Linked DNA regions of Mus musculus: region 1 is linked to region 2. A link is a contact called in public HiChIP or PLAC-seq data. All regions are on one chromosome and are shown on one strand. Each heading gives the region's core, a stretch centred on a gene start, on an enhancer-like site or on the middle of the called end of the contact. The rest is flanking DNA. Distances are from core to core; before and after follow the strand shown. Region 1 holds the start of Syt8 (synaptotagmin VIII). Region 2 has its middle 16 kb from the start of Ctsd.

What was found. HiChIP or PLAC-seq counts read pairs in DNA pulled down with a chosen protein or histone mark.
Region 1: an H3K27ac HiChIP or PLAC-seq map of the HPC-7 cell line shows a contact between it and region 2, with 6 times the contacts expected there. The contact joins the promoter of Syt8 here to the enhancer-like site in region 2. A contact is called at or near these places in 2 of 15 datasets of contacts at CTCF or cohesin (CD8 T cells and the NIH/3T3 cell line), 14 of 484 Hi-C or Micro-C datasets (CD8 T cells, CD8 central memory T cells, the HL-1 cell line and 10 more), 11 of 115 datasets of contacts at active chromatin or transcription factors (CD8 T cells, the HPC-7 cell line, bone marrow-derived dendritic cells and 8 more) and 3 of 9 other capture datasets (adipose tissue, liver and pancreatic islet).

What each region holds. Positions count from the first base shown.
Region 1 is chr7:142,435,288-142,440,021 of GRCm38.p6, reverse strand. Syt8 (synaptotagmin VIII) reads right to left here and starts at 3,188. Exons shown (of 9, transcript NM_001285861.1): 1 at 3,083-3,188; 2 at 1,749-1,859; 3 at 1,478-1,647; 4 at 1,030-1,128; 5 at 742-900; 6 at 501-668; 7 at 257-362; 8 at 38-171. The coding sequence starts at 3,089.
Region 2 is chr7:142,401,579-142,406,036 of GRCm38.p6, reverse strand. No RefSeq gene overlaps it. Among named protein-coding and RNA genes, the nearest start is that of Ctsd, 16 kb to the right of the region's middle. Within about 2 kb of position 2,311, at least 27 of the 459 cell types and tissues checked have an H3K27ac peak or open chromatin away from gene starts, as enhancers often do. A contact at or near this core is called in the HPC-7 cell line, adipose tissue, bone marrow-derived macrophages and 2 more, where this site is marked.

The DNA of each region.
Region 1 (4,734 bases), core at 1,939-4,438, 33 kb before region 2:
GTCCCAGGCCACTCTGCCCTTCCTCCCAGCTCCCTACCTGGAGCTGGCTAACGGGAACCAGGAAGACGAAGGCCTCGTTGAAGTAGGGGGTAGTCGTGCCTTTCTTGGAGGATGTTTTGCTCTTCTTCCATTTTCTCTGGTTTAACATAAGCTGGATCTTCACGTAGGCCTCTGCACGAGTGAGAAAGTTCAAGAAGGGAGTCCCATACATGCACACGAGGGTCCAGCTCGCTGTCCACAAAAGTATAGCTCTCACCTGCAAGCCCCGGATTCAGACCCCGAGCCTCCAGTACAACCACAGTCAGGCTGCCTGAGCTGGGCACGTAGCGTAGTGAGAAGCACAGCTCCCCCATCTGCTCAGGCTATGGGCAACAAGACGGGGCTGCAACTGGGAGGGTCATCCTTACCCTTGGGGGTTTGAACTCAGCAGGTACAGCATTCAGACCTTGTCCTCCCCCCATGTTACAGGTAGATCCCGGGCCCCTACCAGCCAGGCTCACCTCAGTGGTCCCTGGAGGGCCTAGCTGGTACCAGCTCTCCAGGACATGTTGAAGGTCCACGGTGCCCAGGGGTAGTTGGAGCTCACCCAGTGGCTCGTGTTCTGAAAACCGCTTGAAGTCCCACAGCTGCACCTTCAGAGTGGCTTTGGGCAGCTCTGCTGGTGGGACCTGCAGACAGGGTAATGAGCTGGGTCCTGCTGCCCTGGCTCCAGCCCACTCTATCTACCCAGACTAGACTTACCAGAAAGCAGCATGTCTCTTCAAACATGGGAGAGAGCGTCCCTCGGTGCACCTTTGTCTCATGTCTTCTCCCAGACTGGGTGGACACACTGACCCAGGCGTAGGGGTCTGCTGTGCCCTCAGCCTTCAGGTTTCCAGCCTGCCTCAGGCCCACTCTAATCTGAGGGCCAGTGGGTTGGCTCAGCCTGGGGTCAAGAGGTTCTTTTCCCCTGCTCCCCTCTACCTGACTCTTCATTCATCACATTCTCCATCAACCACAGAGCCTCTGGACCTGCTGAGTGAGCCTTACCTCCTGGCTTCCAAAATCATACTCTAGTGACAGCAGGAGTCGACCCCACTGTTGGTCCCCTCCAGAGCAGGGTTCTAGGCAGTCCACATCTGGTTGAACCTGGGGTGGATGGTGGGAGATCAGGCAAGTATGATTGAGACCAATCTTTAACCAGAGATCTGGACTATTGTAACACAGATCAGCTCCCTGAGACCAGCCAATCTTCCTTCAATGTGACATATATGCTACTACTGCTACTACTGTAGCTTCCAATGGACCATGGACCAACATCTGCCTGCTTCCTGAATCACTCGTTCCCTATCACCTCTGCTCATCTCCTTCCTCTGAGAAGAAGGCCTGCCAGGGCCGCCTTGAGCTCCCCAGCTTGAACCTTGCACCCCCCCACCCCCTCCCCGGAGTGAACCAGTACAGGACTGGACACAGGTAGATTTGGGTTTCTGCTCCTCACCAGGTGAGTAGTGGTGCTATTACGGGCACTGCCCAGGCCCACAGTTTCTTTATCCTTGGGTTGCTTCCTGTGGCGATGGCGGTGGCAATAGCAACAGATGACACAGAGCAAACAGGAGACTAAGAGGACTCCAGCAGCAAGGATGGCGATAAAGAGGGTCCAGCGAGGCCCTAGGCCAGGGGCACAGGCTGCTGAAATGTCTCTCTAGACAATCTGGCTCCCCACTAGGCTGGTCCATGCCCACACTGCTTTTGGGGTTCCGACCACTCACAGGGGATCCTGGTGATGAGGTCTGGGATGAGACTGGGCCCAGCTGTGGCATCAAGTGGGGCAGAGGTGCTGAAGGGGTTTAAGGCGTGCCCCATCTTCATGCTCCTATCAGCTTTGAGGAGATAGTTGTGGAATCCAGGTCATTTGAGGGGTGGTCCTTTATGTACTGACTCTTCACCTGTCAGCAGCCAGTACTGAGTCCACCCTAAGCAAGAAAGTAGCCTAAGGTAGCCAGGGCAAGGACACTAGCCAGGAAGCCAGGCAGAAAGAGGCTCTGGGCCTTGGCCAAAGCACTGACTTAGCTGCTGCAAGCCCCAACTCTTGCCACTTTTCCCAGTTCCCAACCCCAGCCAAGTAGGCCAGGCCTGGCCTGGGGGCAGCCTGGTACCTGCTTTTGCTGGCCCTTGCTCACTGGGACCCTCCAAACCTACATATCTGGAAGATTTCTGTCCTTTTTTTTTTTTTTTTTTTTTTTTTCTAGAACTTAAAGGCCTTTTCTCATTTTTGGGGATGTCTTATCTCCTGCACAGAGGACCCATCATAGCTCTCTACATTCCAAAGACCTGCCATCTTCTACACGGTAGTCCAGTTGGTTCACTGTAGCCTCAGGTCCGAGAGTAGCTTGGGCTATGAGGTCATGTAGGAGGGAATTGGGGATGCAGGGCACAGGGCCACCAGCAGGTGGGCATGCGCTCCAGCAAGTCTAGGCTGAAGGAGCTTTGCTGGCATGGGCACCAGGCCAGTATTGCCTGAGGTTGAGGGCGAGGTAGGGGCAGGCAGGGGCAGGGCATAGCTGGGAGAGCCTGAGCATTCCTCCATGCTGAATCAATGCCCGCCCAGACTTGTCTACCTGCCTGCTTGGCCACCCTTGGCATGGGAGTGGAAAGGAGGAGGCCATGAAGCTGCTTTGGCCTCTGTATCCTACCTGCCTGGGGCCTGAAACACCTGGCAGGCTGGCTTCTCCCCCACCCCACCCCCACCCCGTGAGCAGAAAGGGTGGGGTTCTCAGCTGGGGACTGGGAGCCACTGACTCGCTGAACTCAGGACCTCCCCCCTCCCCCACAGCTTCCCTAGATGGCAACTGCTGGCCAGAACTCAGTTTCTTAAACTTGAGTCTAATGCCACTGTGCCACAAGAGCCTGCCAGCCCTCCTGCTGTATCTAAGCCCAGACTGCACACAAGTTACTAGACCAGCCCACTCCTCCAGGGGTGACTAATAGACCCTCTTGCTCTTGTGCCCTCAGCCTGGAGTCCCCAACATGATTCCAAAGGGTAGCTCCTCCTGCAATATCAGTGGTTCACTAACTGGCAGCCACAGCTCACAGAGCTCAGAACCTTGCATCTCTCAGTGATTCGGGGCAGCTGCAGATCAGGAAGGGACCAGTCTCTGCCTTCTCCGTCTCCCTTTAGAGGTCCTCCTGCACACATGGAACCATGATGTTTTCAAGGGTGGCCTGAGGCTGGTGCTCTGAAGTTGGCATGGCCCTGGAGCAGAGGTGCAGAGGGTTTTTAACAAGAAGCCATAATGACTATGGAGAGTGGTCTGGTGGGCACCTGGAAGGACCACAGTGCTAGGCTGAATATCCTCTTCACCTCTTGAAATTCCTCAGTTTTTAGCACAAGTACCATATTTTAAATCATCCCCAGGCCCTGTGTATTATACAGCTAGTCCCTAACTCGGTTTCAGACTCATCTGTAATTTGGTGATGAAGTAGGAGCTTGGTGAGTCCCCTGAGGATGGAGAGAGGTGATCTGCTGGCCTCAACAGCCTGCCTGTCCACTAATATCACTCTTGTCTGGCCTTCTGAAGGACTCTGCTAGGCAGGAGTCCATAGGTGGTGGTCAGAGCACCCCCAGTGGCTCTGAAGTTGGCATGGCTCTGGAGCTGAGGTGCAGAAGGTTTTTACAAGAGGCCACAATGCCTATAAAGAATCTGCTTGGAGCTGGAGCTGAGATGTTGTTCCTCAAGGGCCCCTAGCACAAGAGGGCTAAGGTCAGGCTCAAACAAATCCGGCCTCCACATGGGGCTCAAAATGTTTTACCATTTGGAAATGGTGGAGCTGGTATGAATGTTGGGATTAAAGTAACATTGATCTCTCTCTGACTCTGTCTCTGTCTCTGTCTCTGTCTCTGTCTCTCTGTCTCTCTGTCTCTCTGTCTCTCTCTCTCTCTCTCTCTGTGTGTGTGTGTGTGTGTGTGTGTGTGTGTGTGTGTGTTCTTCTTGTCTAAAGCCCTCCCTCCCTTATCCTAAGAACAAGTGGTAGGGAACAGAGGATCTAGAAGTTGTGACTTCTAACTGTATGTCACTCAGGAGGGCATCCTGAGTAGCATGGTGGTAACACATGCCTACAGGAGGCTTCAGGCTGTTTGGAAGCTGTCTCCGGAAGATTCTGAGGCCTCAGAAACACCAGCTCCTGGTACTAGGGAGAGTTTCAAGGCCTGGAGACATGGAGGCCCCTTAGGACTCCCAGGTTCCAATGGTGGTAAAGGTGCAAGTAAAAAGACAGCCACTAGGAGGAGCCGTTCTTCCCGCTGGTCCCCACCTACCAGTAGCACTCAGTTTGCTACTTTAGAGAAAGTGTGAGCAGCCTGAGCTAGACAGACAGAAAAGAGGAGTCATAATTCTCTAGTCCCACCTTATCTTCCTGCTCTTGCAGCCTGTCTTCTGTGACTGCTGCGGAAGACCCTCTCAAAGGACTAGCACTGTTTGACCTAGGAAAAGGAGGTGGGAGTCCCTGCTCCATCTCCAAGCTGTGAACACCCAGTTCTGTAATCCCTTCCAGGCAGGATGTCTGACTCACAGTTGGGTCTGAGGCCTGCACCCATGGCCCCAGCCTCTCTCAATCCACGCATTCTCCAAGGCTTGTGTGAGCCCTTACCTTCTCCAGGTATCTCTTTCGAGTCCCTCACAATGAACCAGACTTGTACTGGATGTCACCCAGTGATCCCTTTAAGATGTGAGCCACTCAGTACAATGCTAAGCCTCT
Region 2 (4,458 bases), core at 1,062-3,561:
TTTCCAATAAGTAAATGTATAAAGATTTTCTTTTTCAAATTACAAGTGGGTGAGGTCGAGCACATAACCCAGTTGAGAGGAGTTGCCCAGCATCTACAAACACTAACATAACCTATAGATGGCTTATAATATGTACAAAGGTATAGGAGGATGTCTCACCAACAAAGATATGCAGATGGCAAATAGGTATATGAAAAGATGCTCAGTATCATATGACAAAGTGAAAATGAGATACCACTGCATACCTACTAGTATAGCTAATGTTCAAACAATGACATCACCAAGGGCTGACAAGGATGTCATAGGGCAGAAAGCATCCCTCGCCACTGATAAGTATGCCGAACAGTAAGGCCCATTTGGAAGACAGTTTAGAGATTTCTTCTAATTTCTTAACTTCCATAACCACCATAGAATCCATCTAGCAAATTCACAGACCTCCACGCAGAAATCTGCATACACCTGGTGAAAGCACCTGTACTCTTTAAATTTAACTGCCAATTTGACCCAACCTGACTCTCCTGGGAAGAGTCTTAGTTGAGGAATTGTCTCCATCAGATTGGCCTGTGAGCGTGTCTGTGATAGCTTGTCATGATTGTTAATTGATGTGGGAAGACCCAGCCCAGTGTGGGGGGCACCATTCCTTAGGCAAGGCGTCCTGAATTAGGAGCGAAGAAACCGAGATGAGCCCATGCAAACAGGCATGTACGCATGCATGTCTCTCTGCTCCTGACTGTGCATGTGATGGGACTCTATTGTGATGGGACTCTATTGTGATGGGACTCTATTGTGATGGGACTCTATTGTGATGGGACTCTATTGTGATGGGACTCTATTGTGATGGGACTCTATTGTGATGGGACTCTATTGAGCTCCTGAGGCTGTGACTTCTCTGCTGTGATGGAATGTAACCTGGAATTTGTAGACTGAAATAAATAATTTTCTTCCCAAGTTGCCTTGGGGGGGGAGTATTTTGTCATAATGGAAATGAGATAGCCACTTTATTCTTTATTTATTATCATATTTCCAAACCAAACAAAATGTATTTTATGAAGTGAATAGATAAATAGCCTTTGATGAAGCCATATGATGGATATAACGTATCAAGTCATGAAAGTCAATGGAAACACATGCGGCCGAGTGAAAGAAGGCAGTAAACCGTGATTTCAGCTCCTGGACATGTGCATAAGGCAAAACCAAGGTGATGGCGCCATCGCTGGGTGGGGTGGAATGTGGGGTAGGGTAGAGGTGAACAGGGGGATCATGGGATGTCTGAAGTGAGAGAACTCTTCAGCTCTGTCTCTCCATGGTAGGAGTACAACAGCTCCATGTCAGGAAGGATTAGACTTCATCTCTCTATCACCCCTGGCCAGTGCACAGCACCACAGAATCTCCCGCAAGAACAGAATTCACTTCTTCATTCTCATAATCATTAATTTGGAGACTCTGGGGATCCTGGGACCTCATGCATGTTAGGCAAGCACTGCACATTATTCATTAGCCCAAAGCAAGCAGGAGTTGGAGGTAGGAGAGGCATCTGTGGTTTGGCCTAATCTCACAAGCTTTTTCTAAGTGCAGTTTCTGCAGACCGAATATCAAGTAGCCCAGGTTGGCCTTGACCTTGAACAAATGACTGTCCTTTCTCTGCTTCCCAGTGCTGGGAATACAGGCGTATGTGATCTACCTTACATATACATACACAGCTCTTCTTTTTATATAAAACACAGTAACACATTATGTCTGTACATGAGTGTGCATGTGTGTGTGTACACAGAACTCAGAGGAGAGCGGTGACTCCTCTGTCACCCCCACCTACTTCTTTAGGGTATGATCTCTCCAGGAACCTGAAGCTCAGGTTTTCTCAGCTAGTGTGGAAGCCAACAAGCCCAGCTGTCATTCTGTCTCCATCTTCCTTGGAGCTGGGGCACACAACATGCTGCTTTGTTGACTGAGTACTGGGAGATGGACTCTGCACAGTAAGCACTCTTAACTGCTAAGCCCTCTGTCCAGACAGTACCCTGGTTTTGTTTTGTTGTTTTTAGGTCTATTATAATATCAGTCTTGTAACCACAAGGGCTTGGGTTCAACCCACAAACAAACAAGATCTTGGGGGTAGACCCCATGATCTAGGCCTGAGCACAGGCAGCTGAAGCCCAGCCTGGTCTTCTGACTACTGTGTAGCAACAAGCATGGGTGGATTGGCACTTTGATGTCTGGTTGCATTTGTGACACAGCAGCCGAACACTGATGTAACACGGAGATTAGCAGGCAAGAGCCAGAGACCTCCAGGAGGAAGTCAGGAAGCATTGTGAACTCAGCGTAAACAAAGCTACAGCGTGATGTGCAATTTTGCCTAACTCAGTACAAGTTGGAGAGGAACTCTCATGGAGCCAGTTACCTAAACTTCTTTAAAGGGACCTAGGATTTTACTTATTTATTTATTTACCTACTTACTTACTTATGGTTGAAAGAAAGGGTCAGGGATTTTATTTATTTATTTATTTATTTATTTATTTATTTATTTATTCATTCATTCATTCATTGTTAGAAGAAAGGATCTCATGTAGCCCAGGCTGGCTTCAAACGCTTATTGTAGCTGAGGGTGTCCTTGAGTTCCTGATCCTCCTGTCTCTATTCCCCAAGTGCTGTGATTACAAGTGTGCTCCATCACACCGGCTTATGTGGTGCCAAGGATGGAACCCATGGCTGTGTGCATCCTAAGTGAGCACTCTACCGAACTCAGTTCCTCGAGAGGCAAGCACTTCACATCCCAAGACATCTTCCCAGTCCTGAAGGAATATTCTTAAGTACAGTGTCAACTTCCTTCATGGACATAAAGCTACTGGGGCAACATCTGTCCTCAGTGGTTTGGATGGTTTACCTTAGCCAGGAGCATGGAGTGGTTTCTTGTAGTCCCTTCTGTTTTTTAACAATTATTGAAGGGACACTCGCCCACTTGAGCATGTGGCTCTGGTAGGCCTTGCCCTTCTTCCCAATTCTCTCTGCCTTGATAGAAACCTTTTAGATTATATTCCTAAGGCTAGCCACCAAGGTCGATTCCTTTATCTGACTACTTCCTTTTCCTGAGACTGACTACCAAGGTCCAGCTATCAAAGTACTGAAGTCCAACAGTTAGAAGCCCCCTTTGGCTCACCTAATCAACAAAATTAAACACCTCATTCTAATTCAGGGTTTCCCCTTGTACCTTTATAACCTGCCATTTTTCTATGGGCCACATCTGTCCCTTCTCTATCCAGAGGCAGCCCTTTGTCTCCACTCCAGGACAAATGCCCCTCCTCCCTCCCTTCCCTTCTGCCTCATCCTCTATCTCCTGTCTTTGTCTCTTATTACCTACCCTCTGTCCCTCTGGGGCAAATAAACCTCCCTTGTGCTGAGAACTTGGTCTTGGGAGGTCCTGAGCCAATTTTTTCCTAACAATTATAAAGATCAGGATCATGCTCATTATAAAAAAATAAAAAACCAAAATTAATCCCAGATAACCCTGTACAAAGTCAGGTGTGTGTTTGTAATTCCCATACTAGGGAAGCAGAGATAGGTGGATCCCTGGGACAGTAGCCAGCCAGCCTAACCTCCTTGGCCAGTTACAGGCCAATGAGAGACCCTGTTTCAAAGGAGGTGGATAGCCCCTGAGGAATCCTCTGGCCTGCACATACATAAACAGGCATACAGAGAAAACTCCTTCAAGGCTCTGCAGGCACACTCCTCTCACACCTAAAGTGTGGCAGCAACTGCCAAGGAATTGTTCCTCAAAGGTGAGGAGCTTGGCTCTTCCTAGCTTGTTCAGAGGGCAGCACTGAACTGACTCCACAGCCAGGCAAAGACTGTAAGAAAAGAAACCAATACAGTCTGAGGCATAAACATCTCTCCAGTCCGGTCAGCAAGTCAACTCCTATAATATACCTGGGATAACATTCACATGGAGTTTGTCTCAGGAGCCCCTGCCTAATGGATGGTGCTGGGCACCATAGCCTGGGTCGTCCCACATCAATTAATCAAGACAACACATCCACCAGACCAATCCAATATTGCTAGTCCCCCACTGATACTGCCTTGCCTGTTAACTCAGGGTCCTGTCAAGTTGACAATTAAGCTAACTGTGACACTTACCTTGAAATTAGCAAAAATATATTTTAAAATACAGCATAAAATGGAATTATAGACAAACAATCAACACATTTATAAAATCTTCTTTTAAAAAAAAAAACGGGGATGTTGTTCATACCTCTAATACTAGCACTCAAGAAGCTGAGGCAGTAGGATTCCCATGAGTGCAAGGCCAGCCATGACTATGTAGTGAGTTCCAAGCCAGTCTGGGCCACAGAGATTAAAAAAAAATAAAAATAATAAACAACCCCCTAAAAAATAACAACAAAGAAAACATCTTCTTTGAAACATCATCACCATAATAATAATAATAATAATAATAATAATAATAATAAT